Linked DNA regions of Mus musculus: region 2 is linked to region 1. Evidence: chromatin contacts called from public promoter capture Hi-C data. All regions are on one chromosome and are shown on one strand. The core of a region is the stretch at or near the end of the contact, and the rest is flanking DNA. Distances in the headings are between cores, read along the strand shown. Region 1 holds the start of Whamm (WAS protein homolog associated with actin, golgi membranes and microtubules). Region 2 holds the start of Stard5 (StAR-related lipid transfer (START) domain containing 5).

Region 1 (3,579 bases), core at 638-3,137:
TAGACCAGGCTAGCCTCGAACTCAGAAATCCACCTGCCTCTGCCTCCCGAGTGCTGGAATTAAAGGCGTGCACCACCATGCCCGGCTCTTTATCATATCTTTATGTAGGCCTCACGACTACTTTTCTTTAATGTGGTCATGCCCATGATATATTTATACATGGAAAAAACATAAAATATCATTTCATCCTACATGTATGTCTTCCTACATGCATGAGCACATACAAGTGTGTACACACACACACACACACAAGCGCACACACACACACACACACACACACACAAGTACACACACAAGCACACACATACACACAAGCACACACACACAAGTACACACACACAAGCACACACACAAAGCACACACACACAAGCACACACACACACAAGCACACACACACACAAGCACACACACACAAGCACACACACAAGCACACACACAAGCACACATACACAAGCACACACACTGTATTAACATCAAGGTTCTTTAGATGGAATAAACTAACAGGATGCTTACACAATGGAGAGATTGATTTTGAAGAATTAGCTCATAAGATTATGGAGGCTTCTGTGGTTAGCAAACTGAAGGCCTAGGATGGTGAAGGCCAACAGATCAAATACAAGGAGGACAAAGATTTCAGTTTTAATCTGAAGGAAGGACAAAGCTTGGCATCTGAGCCGAAAGGCTCCAATGGAGCCAGAATGGACAAAGATCCTCTCCTAGGAATAAAGTGCATTTAAAAAGGAGATATGCATATGCAGGCATTCTTTACCAAGGTGTGGTTTAGCTGCCCCTCATCTCAAGGTCCTTCCCAACAGGTCTTGTCATCTCCAGGAATAGTTACTTGCTCTGGAGGGCACAGCTTTTTAGCATAGATAATCACTTCTTCTGAGGACAGGTGTGACCTCTTCTTCAAGGTTCACCTTGCCTTAGATCATAAAGGTTTTTATGGCTGTCTGTTGTTCTCGGAATCTAAGGTGGCTGCAGGTTTAGAACTGGCATCTTTAGGGCTCATGTGAGGAAATGCAGCAGCACTTTCTATTGGCTTGTTATAATACCCCGGCGGCATGCTTTCAGTAGTGAGGCCATCCTGCTTAGCCTTGGTGCACATATATTGTAGACAAATTCCCTCTCTAGGTCTCAAATCCTTGCTGTCAGGATGATGCTTGGCATAGACTGGCTTGGAAAGCAGAAATATTTAGGCACTCCCCCTCTCCCCCATCTCAATATACCAACAACACAGCAGATACTCAGTAAGTTTACTATATTGACAAAAATAAATGTGTCTGCGATCTAGTTTTTGACACCCCAGAGCCCTCAGTAAGTAAATATTGAGTTCAAATAGAAGTTTGATCTTGCCAGTATGTTTGTTTCAGGAGCCACATACTTAATAGGATCCTGTTGAGGGAAATTCTCATTGTAATGTTGAGAACTAAGATAGGGGCTTGAGAGATGGCTCAGCAGCTAAGAATTACTATTTTTAGAGAGTGCATTAAGCTGTTAACAGCCCCATAGAGTATTCAGTTCTAGGGGACATGACGCCCTCTTCTGGCATCTGTACTAAGGTGTGATGTCGTCCTGCCCATGTATACATGGGCTTAAAAATAAAATCTTTGCCGAACATAGCGGCTGTATGCCTTTAATGTCAGCACTCAGGAGACAGAAGCAGGGTGGTCTCTTACGAGTTCAAGGCTAGCCTGGTTCACTTAGAGAGTTCAAGGTTCGCCGGTGTTGTAAAAGGGAGACTTTGTCCCGCCTCCCCGAAAAGACTTTCCATTGGCTTTCACTTAACCAACTCCAGACAGCCTCCCTCACACAGCCTATCAGAATGAGGGGGCGGGAGCTTCTGCGCCTCTGACTGACAGTAGCGGCTCCCGGAAAATGTCGTGGCCTGTCGCAGTCTAAGGGTGTGCGGCTGCCATGGACAGCGAGCAGCCCGACAGCCTGGATGGCTGGGTTCCGCTGCGTGAGGACCTCTTCCCGGAGCCCGAGCGCCATCAGCTGCGTTTCCTGGTGGCCTGGAACGCCGCGAAGGGCCAGTTCGCCGTCACCTGTCACGACCGCACGGCGCAGCGGCGGCGGCGCGAGCGGCGGGAGGCCGGCGACGGGGGATGTAGCTGGGCCGGGGTGCTGTCGCCCGCCGGGTTCCGCGGCGCGCACCGGCAGCTGGCGGCGCTGTGGCCGGCCCTGGAGCCCTGCTTCCCGCCGCTGCCGCCCGAGCTGGACGCGGCGAGCGGCGCGGGCTGGGGCCTGGGACGCGGGCTGTGGGCCCTCCTGTGGCCGCTCCTGTGGCCGGCGCCTGCGGACCCTGGCGACTCGGCGCTGCAGGAGCTGTGCCGGCAGCTGGAGCACTACCTGGGCCTGGCGGCCGAAGGATGCGGCGGCGCCACCGTGCGCGACGTGCTCTTCCCGGCCCCGGGTGACTCGGCAGACTGCGAGGGCCTGAGCGAGTTCCGCGAGAGGACGCTGCGCGCTCGCCTGGGCCAAACGGCCACCCGGCTGCACCAGGTATGAGGCCCCGGGCCGAGGGCGGGTCCGCGGGACACTCGTGATGCGCACCGGGCGTCGCTGGTGCACCTGCGCCTCTGTTGAGAGAGAGTGGGGACCTTGAAGTTGAAACACGGTGGTGGTGGTGTTTTGTGTTTTTTTGTTTTTGTTTTCTGCTAGGATTATCAGAGTTCGGCTCCGCGCCGCCTGGCTCTCTTGGTTTGTTGTTGTTGTTGTTGTTTTGGTTGTTTGTTTTTGTTTTTGAAACAGGGTCTCAATCTGTGGTCCAGGCTGGCTTTGAACTCAGGACATTCCTCTGCCTCAGCCTCTCCAGTCCTGGGGTTAGGTAAAAGTTTACTTGCAGTTCTGAGCCAGGCTCTGCGCTTCACCTTTTCCCTGTTCTGGGCAGAGCAGGATGTTGTAATGGGAAAGGCCAGAAATATGAAAGTAAAACTGAAAACAAGGCATGTCCGTCGGAATAAAAACATAAGCTAAGTGGAAGCAATTTGGGGTTCTCCGGAGAAGATGAGGGATGGCTAAAACTGTCTGAGGATGAATGACATTTAAAAGATAGTTTTATTATTTTTTCTTCAAGCAATAAGGATTTTTATTATTATCTTCAAGCAGATGGAAAGCCCTCGGGGAGTGAGGCTTTACTCATCTGCCTTTAATGGCAACAACAAGAAGGCTCTTTTGGACCAGATAATTTGAGACACACACATTCATTATTTGTGTGGTAAACTTAACAGACCCTAAAGAGTGGGGACTTTTCACTTCACTGGAAGATTTAGGGAGAATGTATAAGTTTTACCCAGCAACAATTTCACGAAGAGAGCCAAGTTTCAGAGCTTCATTCCACATTCTGGACACTCCTCGGACATTTCCTGTTTTTCCTTATTGAGCCACGGTTCCAGTGTGTTTTCTGTTGCTCTGCTAAACACTCTGACCAGAAGCGACTCTGGGCAGAAAGGGCCTATTTGGCTTACAGGTTACATTCCATCATCAAGGGAAGCCAGGATAGGTTCTGGAGCACAGATATGGACGAAGGCTGGTTACTGGCTGTATGGCTACCTTTCTTAGCCCGGGACCACCTGC
Region 2 (3,579 bases), core at 625-3,124, 2.1 Mb after region 1:
AATGAGAAGAGCTGCCTCCTATAAAGCCATGTGGTTAGACCCAGTCTGGCCCTCTGCTCTCTTGAGCAGTCCTCCAGGGCCCAGCCTCAGTTCTCTCAGCTGTGTTACATGAGTTTGATGGGAACATCATAACCCACATAATGGGTATCTTAATGCATTGGCAAATAAGTTAGTTTCCATTACAAGGGCAATTGTCCGTGCTTCTGTGTAAGTAAGATTGTTGTGTTGAAGAGAAAGTTAATATGTACCTGTCAATATGTAACTGTTCATGTGTATCACTGCTTGGTTTGGGTGAGAGCATGCAAGCTCTCACCCAGTATAGAAAAACCCTTTCTCGGTACTGTGAGTAAAGCAGGTACTAACAAATCTTGTCCTGTTTGTCCACTAAACAGGTCCCCTTGTTTGATCTGTAATTCCCTACAACCAGGGTTCTGCATCTTTTTGTATCATGGTCATTTATTTTGCCACAAAGCATCTCTCCATGTATGATGCTTTCTTTTTTTGCTTAAGTTTTCTTAACAGTTCTTAACAATTTAAAGCCTTGTTTAAAGAGCCAAACAGTTGACTTTTAGTCAAACCATATCTCAACGTTATCTCGGATTATCATTTATGATTCTACTCACCTTTAAAGTACGGCAGAGTGAACCATCTATTTTATGACTCTCAGAAGAATTCACATGCTCTTCTTCATGGACTCTTCACAGTAGCCCAGGGAGATACATGTTATTATAACATTTCACGTCTGTGAAAATCTCAAAGATGTTTAGAGTCCTGCCCAAACCTACATAGTCAATATTGGGACTGGAGCTCCAGGTGCCCAATTGCTTTCCCAGCCAGCCAGCCCCTCTTTTCTTCCAAAGGGGACTTTCAAGTCACATCCTTCCTTGTCTTTGGAGGAAATAATGGAGAGGTTACAAACAATCAGTTGGAAATAGGCTTGAAGAGGAGAGAACCTGGGCTGCTCTTACAGAGGGGATACCAGTCCACACTCTCCCACGGGCCTGGTTGCCTCTGTGTTCAGAAGTTGCCAATAGTCTGCTTATTTATTTGCCTATTTAATGATGCTGGGATAGGGCACATGCTGGGTGAGCATGCTACTATTGCACTATGTCACTAGCCCTCTTTCTACTTCTTTTATTTTGAGCTGCTGGCCTCATTAAATTTCCCAGGCAGACCTTTAATGAGTGGTCTTCCTGCTTCCATGTCCAGAATCTGGATTATATCTCTCAAGGGAAAGCTGAGGTCTCCACCTGGCGTCAATGCATAGTGCTGTCTGCTGGATATGTATATCTATCAAGAGCTCCCTGGGTGTCTAGAACTAAATAGATCTGACATTGGTTTCAGCTTCTTCCTCCACCCATTCGAAGTTGTCTCTTCCTTTACTCAGAAAAGGCATTTAGCTACTCAAGGGGGAAAAATAAAATAAAATAAAATTGGGAATCGCTTCGGTTTCTGTTATCAGAAGCAGACATTCCTGTGCAGGCCTCCTGAACTGACACTGGTGTGTACCCCTCCTGCCTACCTCCACCTCCGGCCGGCTCCTCCACATTCTCCGGGCCACCCTGCAGAATCCCACTACGAAGTTGTTTGCACGGTTTCACTGGGGGCCGAAAGCACCTCAGCACCAAGGGGTAAACATCCAAACTCCTTAAGCTAGCTGGTTCCTGCCTCTGCCCAAAGCCTGCAGTGGCGGAGAAGGAGCTGCCTGAGACCCGCCCAGAGATGACGCTTACTGCGCAGGGCGGGCCAATATCAAGAAAGGACGGAATTGTCTGAGAGCGAAAACCAATTCAGAAAGAGAGGCGGAGCTCGGGGCGGGGCTCCAGGCTCCGCCCAAGGCCCAGCTTTCCTCCCAGCAGAACCTGTGTGGCACAGCTGGGAGCCTGCACGTTGGCGGAATGGACCCGTCCTGGGCCACGCAAGAGAGTGAGGCGGTGGCAGAGAAGGTGCTCCGGTACCGGCGGGACGCGTCGGGCTGGAAGAAGTGTCGGGAAGGCGTGAGTGAGGGACTGGGCGGGAAAAGGGGTCTGGAGACTGCTCGCAGGGTTTGGAGTCCTCCAAACTCCTAGGCTTCTCCTCTCCCCGAGATTATCCGCACCCTGGACCCCAGAGGTGGGTTGAGAAACTGATTCCACTGCGGGTTGATGCTCTCTGGGACTCCTGGAGGTCTCTGCCCCTTTCATTTCGAAACCCACTCAAGGTCATCTGACTGCTAGGAGGTTAGGATTGGATCTGAAACTCCAAGTACCAAGTCTTTCCTCCGTTCATTGTTGCACAATCCCTCTCCCAGGGAGTGACAGGGAAATAGTTTCCTTCCTTGGCGCTTCTGATTTAAAAAAAAAAAAAAAAAAAAAAAAGCCTTAAATTGCTTGAGAAAACAAAAAGTTCTTGGTGGCATTAAGGCGACTGGAGAGACTCCCACAGCTCCAGGAATCAGCCAGCCAGGATCGCTCTGCTCATCGCCTGCAGTAGGGGGCAGTTACCCCAACTGTGCCAGGAACAGGTTGGGTGACCTTGGGGAATCAAGTCTTGAGATCTCCTCTCCAAGACTTCCTCTAGCTCTAAAATTCTACAATCCTATGCCTTTTGACAGAATGGAGTTTCAATTTCCTGGAGGCCATCTGAGGAGTTTCCAGGGAATCTGTAAGTGCGCACTTTTAACAAAGTCTGTCAGAACCTTACTCCCGTCCTGGTGTCTCTGGGGTTGCATCATGAAAGATACCAATCCGCCCCAGCCTTCTGTGATCACTAGTTACCTTCCAGAAAAGCATTAGCTTGTGTTTTGAATCGTTTCTAGCAAGCTGTGTTCTGTGAGGACTTTGTACCTGTTTGTTTATGCAGGCTAGAGGGGAGATGGGCTAGCATATTTTAGGCCGTTTTCTGTCAGCAAGTCCTAGAACCAGAACAAAAATGTAATAGACCTGAGATAAAATCCTAAGATAAACAAGTTTAATTGACTCGGTGGATCAAATTCCTCTCCATTCTAGGTACCGAGGAGAAGGGATTCTGTGTGGGACACCAGAAGAGGTGTGGGATTGCATAAAGCCAGTTGCTTCGGGCCTCCGGGAGAAGTGGGATGATAATGTGAGCAGCTTTGAAATTGTCCAGAGCATCACGGATGTAAGTGTCTCTGGCTGTGTTATCTGTAGTGTCTTGTCTTGCTGCAACACCCCGACCCCACCTCTCTGAAGAGGGATCTATAACATCTGTAGGCAAGAGGAGTGCCATGCAGACGAGTCCAGCCTTGTCCCTGGCAGGAAACAATGTGTCTCTGAGAGACTAAGAAACCCTCAGCAGAATCTACAGACTATAGCTGAGGAATTGCAGGGCAAGGCTTGGCCTCCCCAGACAAAGAGGCAGGCCTGGATTTACACCAACAGATCTAGTTTGAAGCATTGTCTCTTAACAGAGCCACTTTGGTCCTTTGCCCACAGCGGGACCACTACAAGTCTCCTTCAGGAAAGCGTTCATCCTGCAGACCAGCCCTACCCAGCAGAAAGCCTTGGGATACAGCAACGTTGCTCTGCCAACTGCCTTGTCTAGTGTGGCAGCCTCAATTCCATGGGGCCATAGAGCATG

Evidence for each region. Promoter capture Hi-C pulls out the DNA fragments that hold promoters and counts their contacts.
Region 2: a contact with region 1 is called in a promoter capture Hi-C map of liver, with 2.8 times the contacts expected there. The contact joins the promoter of Stard5 here to the promoter of Whamm in region 1. A contact is called at or near these places in 2 of 39 promoter capture datasets (liver and pre-B cells).

The regions. Positions count from the first base shown.
Region 1 is chr7:81,569,405-81,572,983 of GRCm38.p6, forward strand. It overlaps Whamm (WAS protein homolog associated with actin, golgi membranes and microtubules), which reads left to right and starts at 1,888. Exons shown (of 10, transcript NM_001004185.3): 1 at 1,888-2,505. The coding sequence starts at 1,918.
Region 2 is chr7:83,630,143-83,633,721 of GRCm38.p6, forward strand. It overlaps Stard5 (StAR-related lipid transfer (START) domain containing 5), which reads left to right and starts at 1,875. Exons shown (of 6, transcript NM_023377.4): 1 at 1,875-1,997; 2 at 2,594-2,643; 3 at 2,988-3,120. The coding sequence starts at 1,899. It overlaps Gm16638 (predicted gene, 16638), which reads right to left and starts at 1,699. Exons shown (of 4, transcript NR_166697.1): 1 at 624-1,699.